Regions from separate parts of the Canis lupus genome. Here region 2 is linked to region 1. Evidence: chromatin contacts called from public Hi-C data. All regions are on one chromosome and are shown on one strand. Each heading gives the region's core, a stretch centred on a gene start, on an enhancer-like site or on the middle of the called end of the contact. The rest is flanking DNA. Distances are from core to core; before and after follow the strand shown.

The links. A called contact is a pair of places that touch in the nucleus more often than the background predicts.
Region 2: a Hi-C map of blood shows a contact between it and region 1, with 1.6 times the contacts expected there. The contact joins the promoter of XXYLT1 here to the promoter of ACAP2 in region 1. A contact is called at or near these places in 3 of 9 Hi-C or Micro-C datasets (amygdala and blood).

The regions. Positions count from the first base shown.
Region 1 is chr33:31,292,488-31,298,452 of UU_Cfam_GSD_1.0, forward strand. It overlaps ACAP2 (arf-GAP with coiled-coil, ANK repeat and PH domain-containing protein 2), which reads left to right and starts at 3,979. Exons shown (of 24, transcript XM_038583229.1): 1 at 3,979-4,113. The coding sequence starts at 4,061.
Region 2 is chr33:31,428,052-31,433,957 of UU_Cfam_GSD_1.0, forward strand. XXYLT1 (xyloside xylosyltransferase 1) reads left to right here and starts at 4,325. Exons shown (of 4, transcript XM_038583231.1): 1 at 4,325-4,825. The coding sequence starts at 4,325.

The sequences.
Region 1 (5,965 bases), core at 2,729-5,228:
GCTCAGCTCAGAGTCTACTTGGGATTCTCTCTCCCTCTTGCTTGTGTGCACACCCCCCTGCCTCCCCCTGCCCCTGCCACTCACACTCTAAATAAATAAAATCTTAAAAAAAAAAAAAGTATGCTCAGAGACAATCCAAAGTGTCCTGGGAAGGATGGACTATGGGCATACAGGGTTCCAGAGGTTTTGGAGGAAGGTATTGGGAGGTCTGGGGAGAAGACACTTGTGAGATTTAAGGTTTGATCATTTATATCCCTTACTAATTCTCACTGCCTGTTGAAAAGAGATGTCTGTATTTCAGCAAACTGAGAAGGCTTCCTGAAAGAGGTGGCATTTGAGCCGCACCTCTGAAATGAAACACATGAAAAGGAAATGTTTCATACGTAAACAGAGCCACACCCATAAAGGCCAAATTCTAAAGGAGAAGCAGGCAGTTTGCAGTTAGAGTCTTTATTTGACACAGCAGCAAGGGTAACAGCAGGCAGGGAGACAGGGAGAAGCAGACTCCCCGCTGAGCTGGGAGCCCGACGACGCAGAGCTCAATCCAGGGATCACGACCTCAGCCGAAAGCAGACGCTTAGCTGACTGAGCCACCCAGGCACCCCTACTTCTAATATTTCTTAATTTAGAACATATCCTACAATTGACAACCCCCGTGTGCTTGCTTTACCACAGGGCAGAAAAAAATTTTTTGACAGTGTTATCACTGACTGGATGTACATACATTTAGCTGTCCACATTAAGAAAATGTTCATTATTGACAATTAGCTTATTTGAGTTACTTTCATTGAAAGTGGCATACAGCTGAATTTTAATTTGAATCTCAAAGTGTCATATTAGGCCTTTTCTAAAAGGTTACATTGTGTTGAAGCATTGAAACAATATTATCTTACACACAGATTAGTTGTCATGCATTTGGAATACAATTAAATGTAGAAATGGCCAACTCTCTTTCTAAATTTGACACAGAAGGTGTAAGTCCGGCAGAGGTTGGCTTGACCAACTGAAATGTCTGAGGACACTGAAAGCTTAACTGTCAATAGTTTCCAGTTATCAAAAGAAGCTGTGCAGATTCCAGGCATATGCAATTTATTTTTTTTAAATATTTTATTTATTCATGATAGACACAGGCAGAGGGAGAAGCAGGCTCCAGGGAAGGAGCCTGACCTGGGACTTGATCCCCAGTCTCCAGGATCACAACCTGGGCTGAAAGCGGTGCTAAGCCACCCAGGCTGCCCAGAGGCATATGTAATTTAAAAAAGAAACCAAATTACCATATGATTTCACTTATACATTTAAGTATGTAAGTATGTTTCTTTTTTTTAAATTTTTTAAAAAAATTTTAATTTATTTATGATAGTCACAGAGAGAGAGAGAGAGAGAGAGGCAGAGACACAGGCAGAAGGAGAAGCAGGCTCCATGCACCGGGAGCCCGACGTGGGATTCGATTCCGGGTCTCCAGGATCGTGCCCCAGGCCAAAGGCAGGCGTCAAACCGCTGTGCCACCCAGGGATCCCTGTAAGTATGTTTCTTAAACTCCTTAAGAATTCCTTAAGGAATTTAAGAATCAAAACAAATAAGCAAAGAGAAAAAATAAGAGAGAGAGATCAAGAGACAGCCTCTGAATTATAGGGAACGAATTGATCGTGGGGTGGGGGGGATAGGTTAGTGATGGGGACTAAGGGGTGCACTTGCCCTGAGGAGCACAGGGTGATATATGCAAGTGTCGATAACTATACTGTACATCCGAAACCAATATAACAGCTGTGTGTTAAGTAGAATTATTATTATTTTTTTAGAATTTTTCTTATTTATTCATGAGAGACAGAGAGAGAGAGAGAGAGAGAGAGGCAGAGACACAGGCAGAGGGAGAAGCAGGCTCCATGCAGGGAGCCCGATGTGGGACTCGATCCTGGGTCTCCAGGATCAGGCCCTGGACTGAAGGCAGTGCTAAACCGCTGAGCCACCTGGGCTGCCCTGTTAAGTAGAATTAAAACAAAAGGTTAAGAAAATAAAAAAAGGGGATCCCTGGGTGGCGCAGCGGTTTGGCGCCTGCCTTTGGCCCAGGGCGCGATTCTGGAGACCCGGGATCGAATCCCACATCGGGCTCCCGGTGCATGGAGCCTGCTTCTCTCTCTGCCTCTCTCTCTCTCTGTAACTATCATAAATAAATAAAACTTAAAAAAAAATAAAAAAAACTAAAATTCTATAAAAAAAAAAAGAAAATAAAAAAAGAAACCCAGTTTAAAATCAAGGCAGAAACATATATACTGCTTGTATAGTCTCAGAAACGTCTCAACATGACACTATTCCTTTTCTTTTTTCCTTTCCTTTTTATACTGTTAATTTCTAATGGTGCAAAAGGAGATCAAGATGCAAGCTCTGGTTATGTAAACCATCATCCCATCATGCTACACTTAGCCAGACGGGCGACACGGTTATGTAAAACTTGAGGCAGTGGAAGTGAGGAGGCTTACATTTATTATTTATTCATTTATTTATTTTTTATAAAATTTATTTACTCACGAGAGACACAGAGAGAGAGTGAGAGAGAGGCAGAGACCCAGGCAGAGGGAGCAGCAGGCTCCACGCAGGGCCCCGATGCGGGGCTCCATCCTGGGTCTCCAGGGTCACGCCCCGGGCTGCAGGCGGCGCTAACCGCTGGGCCACCGGGCGTCCCCGGGAGGCTTACACCTAGACTTTGACCACAGCACTGAAGAGAGCGGTACCGGGATGCTGGCAGCCCCGCTCCCGGCGTGGCTTCTCCGTGGCCTCGTGTCCTTGGACTTCTTAGTTCGGCTTCGGGGCAACTGCATCCCATCAGCGCTTTCCCTTCACTTTACAGCCACACAGACGTTCCCATCTCTTTGCCTTCAGGCTCTCGCTCGCAGCCACTCTGCTGCCGTTGCGTTTTATGGACATGCTTCAGCTTGCGCTGCATTTAAGTGTAATGCTTGTTTTTTTAAAAAAATATTTTATTTACTTATTTATTCATGAGACACAGAGGGGGGGGGCAGAGACGCAGGCAGAGGGAGACGCGGGCTCCACGCGGGGATGCGGGACTCGAACCCGAGACCCGGGGTCACGCCCCGGGCTGCAGGCGGCGCTAACCGCTGAGCCACCGGGCTGCGCAGGTATAGTGTGTTCATCGTGGTTTCTTCTTCTGCTTTTTTTTTTTTTTTTTTTTTTCTTTTCTTCCTTTTCTCCGGCCACTGGCATCTTAGGCTGGGTCCGACGCCGGCAGCCTGCAGGGCTCCGGGGGCGAGTGTGCAGGGGGGCGGCGCGGGCCACGGGGCAGGGAGCCCGGCCGTCCGACCCGCCGCCTGCGAGCCGGGGAAAGCCCCGGAGGTCTCGGGGCTGCCCCCCCCGCCCCCCCCGCGCGACCCCTCTCCTACCTGCCGGGACCCTCCCGAGCGAGGCCCGCTCGCCCCGCAAACCGGATCCGCGGTCCCCTGCGCGGCAGACGCCGTCGACGAGAGCCACGAGCGCCCCCGGCCCGCCGCCTCCCCGCCGCTCCCGGCGTGCCCCGCGGCCCCACGCGCTGGCAGCTCGGCGGGGCGGGGCCTCCGAGGGAAGCGCCGCGCTCGGCCACGTGACTTCCTTCCGGGGGAGCCTCCGCGGGCCTCCCAGCCACCGGCGCGGCCCGCCCCACCACGCCTGCGCGCCCGGCGAGGGGGCGGGGCGCGCCCACGACCGCGCCGCTCATTGGCTCGCGCTGCCGTCGCTCGGCTGCGTTGCCGCGGCGCCCGCGGGGGCGGGGCCGCCGGAAGCCCCGCCCCCCGGCCGCCGGGCCCGTGGCTGGCTGGCGGAGGCTGTCACTCCCGGGCGGCTTCCCTGCGGCCGGCGCTCGGCTGGGGGCGGGAGGAGGAGGGGCCGGCCTGGGGCCCGACCAGCCGCCGCCGCCGCCGCCGCCGCCGCCGCCTGCGCGGGGCTATGAGCAGCGGGCGACGCGCCCTCCGCCGCTCCGCGCAGCGCTAGTCGCCGCCCGGGTGCCCAGCGCCGCGGCCCGCGGCCCCCTCGGCTTCCCCCCCAGCGCGGCCGGCGACGAGGCGGGGGCAGGATGAGGATGGCGGTGGACTTCGAGGAGTGCCTCAAGGACTCGCCCCGCTTCAGGTACCGGCGGCCTGCCAGGCCCCGAGCCCCGGCGCGCTTCCTCCCGCCGCCGCGGCCCTGCCTGCGCTCCGCCCCCGGCCCCGCCGACGAGGCCCGGCGCCCGCACCCCCCGCCCCCCGTCCAGGGCCCGGCCGCCCGGCGGGTCTGCGGGGGGCGGAAGTGGGAGCGCCCTGCCTCCTCCCGGCGGCTCCGTCCCCGGCTGGGCTGGGCTCGGTCCTCGGCCCGGGGCTCGGTCCTCGGCTCCGTCCTCGGCTCCGGGGCTCCATCCTCGGCCCAGGCTGCGTCCTCGGCCCCGGGGCTCCATCCTCGGGCCGGGCTCCGTCGGCCGAGCCGAGCGGCAGCCCTGGGCGACCCGAGCCCGTGCGCCCCCGCCTCCGCCTCCGCCTCCGGTGCGCGCCCCTCGGGGCTCCAGAGCGGTTTCCAGGGGACCCCTTTGCTGGGTTCTATCTCCCGGCGCGTTCGTACGGCTGCCCTCGGGCCGCTCGGGAGTAAGGGGGGCCTTGGGACGAGCGTTAGCCGGTGAGCCCCCGGGTCCGAGCCTGCCCAGCTGCAGGCCGAGCGGCGCTCAGGGATGCTTGCCTGCATCCTTCTGGGAGCTAGCTGTGCGCATCTTTTTTTTTTTTTTTTTTTTTAAAGATTTTATTTATTTGTTAGAGACCCAGAGATAGAGAGAGAGAGAGGCAGAGGGAGAAGCAGGCTCCACGCAGGGAGCCCGACGGGGGACTCGATCCCACGACCCTGGGGTCACGCCCTGGGCTGCAGGCGGCGCTAACCGCTGGGCCACCCGGGCCGCCCCATGTTCTCTTTCTTACCACGGATTTCCCCATTCCCTTTACAGTGAAACGCAAAGAATTGGTAAAACCGAGGAACTCCCACTTCTAAGAACATTTTGTTTTGTTTTGCCTTTTTTTTTTTTTTTTTTCCTTTGGAGGAGGGTGTTAATTTTATTCGCAGCTTAGAGCTGTTGTTTGTAAAAAGCTGCATCTGGTTTGATCGCGGTTGTTGGCATTCGTTTTTTGACAGTTTTATGGTCCACGTGAATTAAAAGGACCCAGAGGGGACACGCATGGATTGCCTAGGACAGCTTCTCAGGTTGGAGTGCAGACTGTGGCAGATGAAGTGATTTTTAAAGTATACCTCAGAAAACCCTGCTTTTCGTGAATTTTTGTTTATATGACTTGGCTTTTTTTTTTTTTTTTTTTTTTAATGAAGCAGCACAGTATTTTTCCTCTGGAGAATGTGGATTTATACTCAATTTGTTTCACATATTAAGTTTTATTAAAAAAAAAAAACAAGTTGAGAGAAGGGATATGGAAATACTTGTGGCCACTGATGTTCAGAAACTTGTGATGTCTTTGTTTTTGAAATAAAGGAACCATTGAATATAAAATAAGAGGGAAAGATACTGATTAGATCGTATGGAATATTATGGTGAACTTTGTTAAACTTGAGTATATTCTATTTTAATTCAGTATTAGAGATTTTTCAAGCGTTGCTTCTGGTATTCCAGTTATTGTTGGCTGCACATTGGGAAGAGAAGTCAAGCTTGAAGGAACTCCAGTATCTGGTATACGTTTTTTTAAAGCTGCATTAGATTTGCGATAGAAGGGGGGCCTCCCTGGTGACTAGATCAGTTAAGCATCTTCCTTTGGCTTGGTCTTGATCTCAGGGTCCTGGGATCCCCTCCTGAGTCTGACTCTGCTCAGCAGGGAGCCTGCTTCTCCCTCTCTCTTTCCCTCTCTCTGCCTTCTGCTCTGCCTGCTTGTGCTCTTTCTCTTATTCTCTGTCAAATAAATAAAATCTTAAAAAAAAAATGATTTGCAATGGAAGTATGCCAAGAAATAAAAGTCTC
Region 2 (5,906 bases), core at 3,075-5,574, 140 kb after region 1:
TTTTTTTATGCTCAGACTTGCACTTTATTGTGAACCACAACTGCAGACATATCTGTTAGGAACTGTCCTGTTTAAGGTCTTCTGTTCCTTTCCAGCTCTGTCACATTGACCTAGTTGATCGCATTTGCTGGTACTTCAATCAGGAAATCCATTTTGATCTTTTAAAGAATTTCTCTATGAGCACATAGCTATATGCATTCAATAGCTAAAAATGAGGGATCCCTGGGTGGCGCAGCGGTTTGGCGCCTGCCTTTGGCCCAGGGCGCGATCCTGGAGACCCGGGATTGAGTCCCACGTCGGGCTCCCGGTGCATGGAGCCTGCTTCTCGCTCTGCCTCTCTCTCTCTCTCTGTGTGTGTGACTATCATGAATAAGTAAATAAAATCTTTAAAAAAAAAATAGCTAAAAATGACAAAGGCTTTTTTTTTTTTTCCCCTGGAAGTGGGGGCTAGGTCTGATTATTTTCCATTATTATTGGCATCTTTTGAAGTTCCCCATCTAGGCAGCACATTCACACTCAATCCTTTTAGTAAACAAACAAAAACATGTTTTTCTATGAATTGAGATAGAAGGAATGGAGGATTGAAAGAACAGACCTGGAAGTGAATCATCTGCTTTTTCCTTTTAAGTTAATTAAAAGCAGACGCATAAAACTTTTCTGTGTGACTTGCTTTATTCCTCTTCACTTCATTTTCAGAATAGTTCTGTGAAGAAGAGAACCCACACCAATAGTGATCTTTTTAAATGAAAATAACCTACTTCTCCCTATTGCAAAACAATGCTCTTTCATTGTAGAAAAATGTTTAACAAGAAGTAAAAAAGAGGATCATCATTCCGTCATCTGCCAGAGCTCCCAGTATGGCCTCTACTAGCCACATGTGCCTATTGAAATTAATTAAAGTCAGACAAAATTAAGAGTTGAATTCCACCGCTGCATTTTATGCACTCAGCCATGTGCCTAGTGACTGCCATCTTGAACAGGACAGATTATAGAACATGGCCATCCATCAGTGCAGGAAGTTCTGTTGAATAGTTTTGAGGGGGAAACTTACTTTCTTGGTATATATCTTTCTAGAACTTTGGGTGTGTGTATTTAAGTTGATCTACAATGGGATCATACTGTTATCTGCTGCTTTCACTCACATGGGGAACAGATTTCTTTTTTTGGTGGGGGAACAGATTTCTAAGTCAAGTGTTGTACATCACTTTGGGGGAGGATCTTAAAAAGTTTTCATTATGGAAAATTTCAAACATATACAAAATAGAATAATTTCAATAGCTAATGGCTCATGGCTAACATTGTTTTATCAATAAAACACCATTTTTTCTCTTACCCACCCATTTTTTTCTCTTACCCAGATTTTACTTTGAATCAAATTTCAGACATTTCACTAACAAATCAGTATGTATGTCTAAAAGAAAAAAGCCAATCACAACATTGTATTTCCTTGAACTGTAAAACTACCGTAGTCTATTCAAACTGTCCCAATTGTACCAATGTGCTTTTATTTATTTATTAAGATTTTATTTATTCATTCACGAGAGACAGAGAGAGAGAGAGCGGGGCAGAGACACAGGCAGAGGGAGAAGCAGGCTCCACGCAGAGAGCCTGATGTGGGACTTGATCCTGGGACTCCAGGATCACGCCCTGGGCTGAAGGTGGTGCTAAACCACTGAGCTACCCGGGCTGCCATCAATGTGCTTTTAAAAAACAGATTCTTGGGGATCCCTGGGTGGCTCAGCGGTTGGGCACCTGCCTTTGGCCCAGGGCGTAATCCTGGGGTCCCGGGATCGAGTCCCACGTTGGGCTCCTGGCGTGGAGCCTGCTTCTCCCTCCTCCTGTGTCTCTGCCTCTCTCTCTCTATCATAAATAAATCTTTCAAAAAAATAAATAAAAATTAAAAAACAGATTCTTCAAATTAGAATTCATAGAGGTTCCATTCATTGCAGTTGGCTAATCAGTATCTCGAGTCTCTAAACCTGCAAGTTATTCCTCCGTTTATTTTGAAATGTCTCCACTTGCAGCTGGTGAACACATCCCTTGTAATGACAGCATCATTATTTTTGTTTAACCACTTTATTGACGACTGTTGATTCTAGTCTCTTGCCGTCCTAAATCTAGTTCTGCTTTATCCTTCTGGCTAAATACATTTAATATCAACATTTAAATATGTGAATATATAAGTAGATGTAAATATTGTATCCCCAGGATGAATTCCTAGAAGTAGAAACGCTGATTGGTCAGGGGCGGGTATATTTTTGAGGTTCATTCAATGGGTCAGGTATCCAAGATGTTATGGCAAAAAAAAAAAAAAGAGAAAGGGAGAGGTACTTGCTATTTCCTGGAGTCCTGCCTTCGTGCGACAGAGACGGGGCTGCCTGGGTCACGGGCGGCCTCGCGGGCCGTCGGGCAGCGCCTTCTCCGGACCCCGGGTGGTGCTGGGTGTTGGGGGCCGCTCAAGGCAGCGGCCTGGGTCAGGGCTTGCGGGGGGGGGCGGGGGGCGGGGCCGGGCCTGGGGCCGCGCTTCCCGCCGTGACCGCCGAAGACCCGCTGTTGGGCGCTCTCGGGGGCGCGGGCCCGGCGCTCCGCGGCTCCTCTGGGCACCACGACGCCGCGTCTGGGGGCACGTTCAGGACCGGAGCGAGCGGGGAGGGGCCCGGGGGCGTCACCGCGGCTGCGGCCCCCCGGGAGCCCTGCTCGCCGCCTCGCGCGCCGGGCCTCTGCGGACCTGGGGTCCCCGGCGCGGCCGGCCCGCGGGAGGGTCAGGCGGCCCCGGCGCCCACCGCGTCTCCTCCGAAAGCGGCGGGTTCGAGCCACGCGCAGGAGCCTCCAGCCGCAGGCGTCCCGCTCGGTCCTCGGGACGCGGGTGAGGACTCGCGCGTCGTCGGCGCCGCAGGGGCTCCGGGCCGCGGGCGGGTCCCCGGCGCGCCTCCCCGGCAGCCCAGAACCAGAACCGCCCCGCGCGGCCCGAGGCTCGGGGGCTCCGGAGGCCGAGGCCCCGCCCCCTCCCGCGGACCACGCCCACCTGGACGGCAGGCCCCGCCCCCTCGGTGGACCCCCCCGGCCACGCCTATCCCGGACCGGCAGGCCCCGCCCCTCCCGCGGGCCACGCCCACCTGGACGGCAGGCCCCGCCCCCTCGGTGGACCCCCCCCCCGGCCACGCCTATCCAGGACCGGCAGGCCCCGCCCCTCCCGCGGGCCACGCCCACCTGGACGGCAGGCCCCGCCCCCTCGGTGGACCTCCCCCCGGCCACGCCTATCCAGGACCGGCAGGCCCCGCCCCTCCCGCGGGCCACGCCCACCTGGACGGCAGGCCCCGCCCCCTCGGTGGACCCCCCCCGGCCACGCCTATCCAGGACCGGCAGGCCCCGCCCCCCGAAGGCCACGCCCACATGGACGGCAGACACCGCCCCCTCGGTGGGCCCCCCCGATCCAGGACCGGCAGGCCCCGCCCCCTCCCGCGGACCACGCCCACCAGGACGGCAGGCCCCGCCCCCCGCGCGGGCCACGCCCACATGGACGGCAGGCCCCGCCCCCTCGGTGGGCCCCCCCGATCCAGGACCGGCAGGCCCCCGCCCCCTCCCGCGGACCACGCCCACATGGACGGCAGACCCCCGCCCCCTCGGTGGGCCCCCCCACCCCGGGCCACGCCGATCCAGGACCGGCAGGACCCGTCCCCTCCCGCGGGCCACGCCCATTCAGGCCGACAGACCCCGCCCCTGGGTGGACCCCCCCGGGCCCCGCCTATCCAGGACCCGCAGGACCCGCTCCCTCCCGCGGGCCACGCCCATTCAGGACGCAGGCCCGCTCCCAGGGAGGGGAGACCCCGCCCCCTCCCGCGGGCCCCGCCCCCGGTGGACCCCGCCCCCTCCCGCGGCGCCCCCCAGACGGCGAAGGAGCCGGGGGTTCGCTCGGTGGATCCCCAGCGCCAGCGGGTCGGCGGACAGAGGACCTGCAGCCTCCTGACGTTTGGGGGCGAGGGGGTCGGAGCCCGACTGCGCCCCTCGCGCGTGCAGCTCAGGGCTCCTGCTCCCGGAGGGCCGGCGCCGCGGCGCGTCTGCACGCTCGGGGCTCGGCGCCTGGAGCCGGGTATCCGGGACGGCCGGCGGCCGCACACCCCGCCGCGTCTAGGACCCAGCGGCGGCCGCGCGGCCCCGCCCCCTCGGGCAGCAGCGCCCGCGGATTGGCTGCGGCCAGCGCGGTCCCGCCCCCGCCATGGCCGCCGCCCGCCGCCCGGGCTCCTGAGCGGCTGCGGGGTGCTGGTCGCCGCCGCCGCCGCCGCCGCCGCCGCCGCCGCCGCCCGGTCCGCGGGCCCCGGGGCGCATGGGTCGGCGCGGCGGGCCCTCCTGCGCGCGGGCCATGGCGCGCCTGGCCGCCGTGCGCTCCCACTACTGCGCGCTGCTGCTGGCCGCGGCGCTGGCCGTCTGCGCCTTCTACTACCTGGGCTCGGGCCGCGAGACCTTCTCCAGCGCCACCAAGAGGCTGAAGGAGGCCCGCGCCGGGGCCCCCGCGGCGCCCTCGCCGCCCGCGCCGGAGGTGGTGCGGGGCTCGGCGGCGCCGGCCGCGGGCGCCAAGGCCAAGGGCCTGGAGGGCGGCGGGCCCGGGCCGGTGGACTACCACCTGCTCATGATGTTCACCAAGGCGGAGCACAGCGCGGCGCTGCAGGCCAAGGCCCGCGTGGCGCTGCGCTCGCTGCTGCGTCTCGCCAAGTTCGAGCCGCACGAGGTGCTCAACCTGCACTTCGTGAGCGAGGAGGCCAGCCGCGAGGTGGCCAAGGCCCTGCTGCGGGAGCTGCTGCCGCCCGCCGCCGGCTTCAAGTGCAAGGTGAGCGGGGCTGGGCGACGGCGCGCCTGCGTCACCGCGCTCGGCGGGGCGGGCGGCGGGCGGCGCCCCCCCTACGTCCTGTGGCCCTACGTCACCGCGCTCGGCCGGGCGGGCGGCGGGCGGTGCCCCCCTGCGTCGGTGCGCCCCTACGTCACCGCGCTCTGCCGCGACCCGGACCGGGGCCGCTCGGCCGGCGCGGGGCGGGGGCGCGGGGCGGGGGCGCGGCCTGTGCGCCTGCAGCTCTGGCTCCTCGGTCTCGGACTTGTGAGGTCGCAGCCGGTCGCCCCGCGGGGTCGGCCGCACGGGGTCTTGCCGAGGTCGCCTGAGCGGGAGTCGCGTGGTGCCCACCCCCCGGCCCGAGCCGCCGGAGCGCCGCCTCCCCCCACGCCCCAGATCGCGGCCCCGTTAGGAGGCGCCGCCGCCCGCGGAGACCGGCAGGGCCGGCCCCGGCCTCGCTCCTCGTCGGGGCCGCACCTCGGGCTCTGGCCTCCGTCGGGCCGCGGGCCCCGCGCTGAGCTCCCGGCTCGCACCGAGACTAGGCCTTGAGGCCGCGCGGTGCCGGCGACACGGGGCCTGCGGGGCCGCTGGACCCCGCCTCTGTGCCCAGGGAGCCGGCGGGGCTCCTCCCGGACCTGCGGGGCTCGGGGCTCGGGGCTCGGCGGGCGCGAGGACGCCGGCCGGGTGGGGCCTGGCCCGCCCCTCCTCCCCCACCCCGCCTCCCGTCCCGCCTCCCGTCCTCCCCTCCCTTCTCCTCCCATCCTCCCCTCCCCTCCCCTCCCGTCCCACCTCCCGTCCCACCTCCGATCCCACCTCCCGTCCCGCCCTCCCTTCTCCTCCCATCCTCCCCTCCCCTCCCCTCCCGTCCCACCTCCGATCCCACCTCCGATCCCACCTCCCGTCCCGCCCTCCCTTCTCCTCCCATCCTCCCCTCCCCTCCCGTTCCGCCTCCCGTCCCGCCTCCCGTCCCGCCTCCCGCCCCGCCTCTCGCCCTCCCCTCCCGTCCCGCCTCCCGTCCTCCTCTCCCCTCCCATCCCGCCTCCTGTCCTCCCCTCCTGTCCCACTTCCCGTCCCGCCTCCCGTC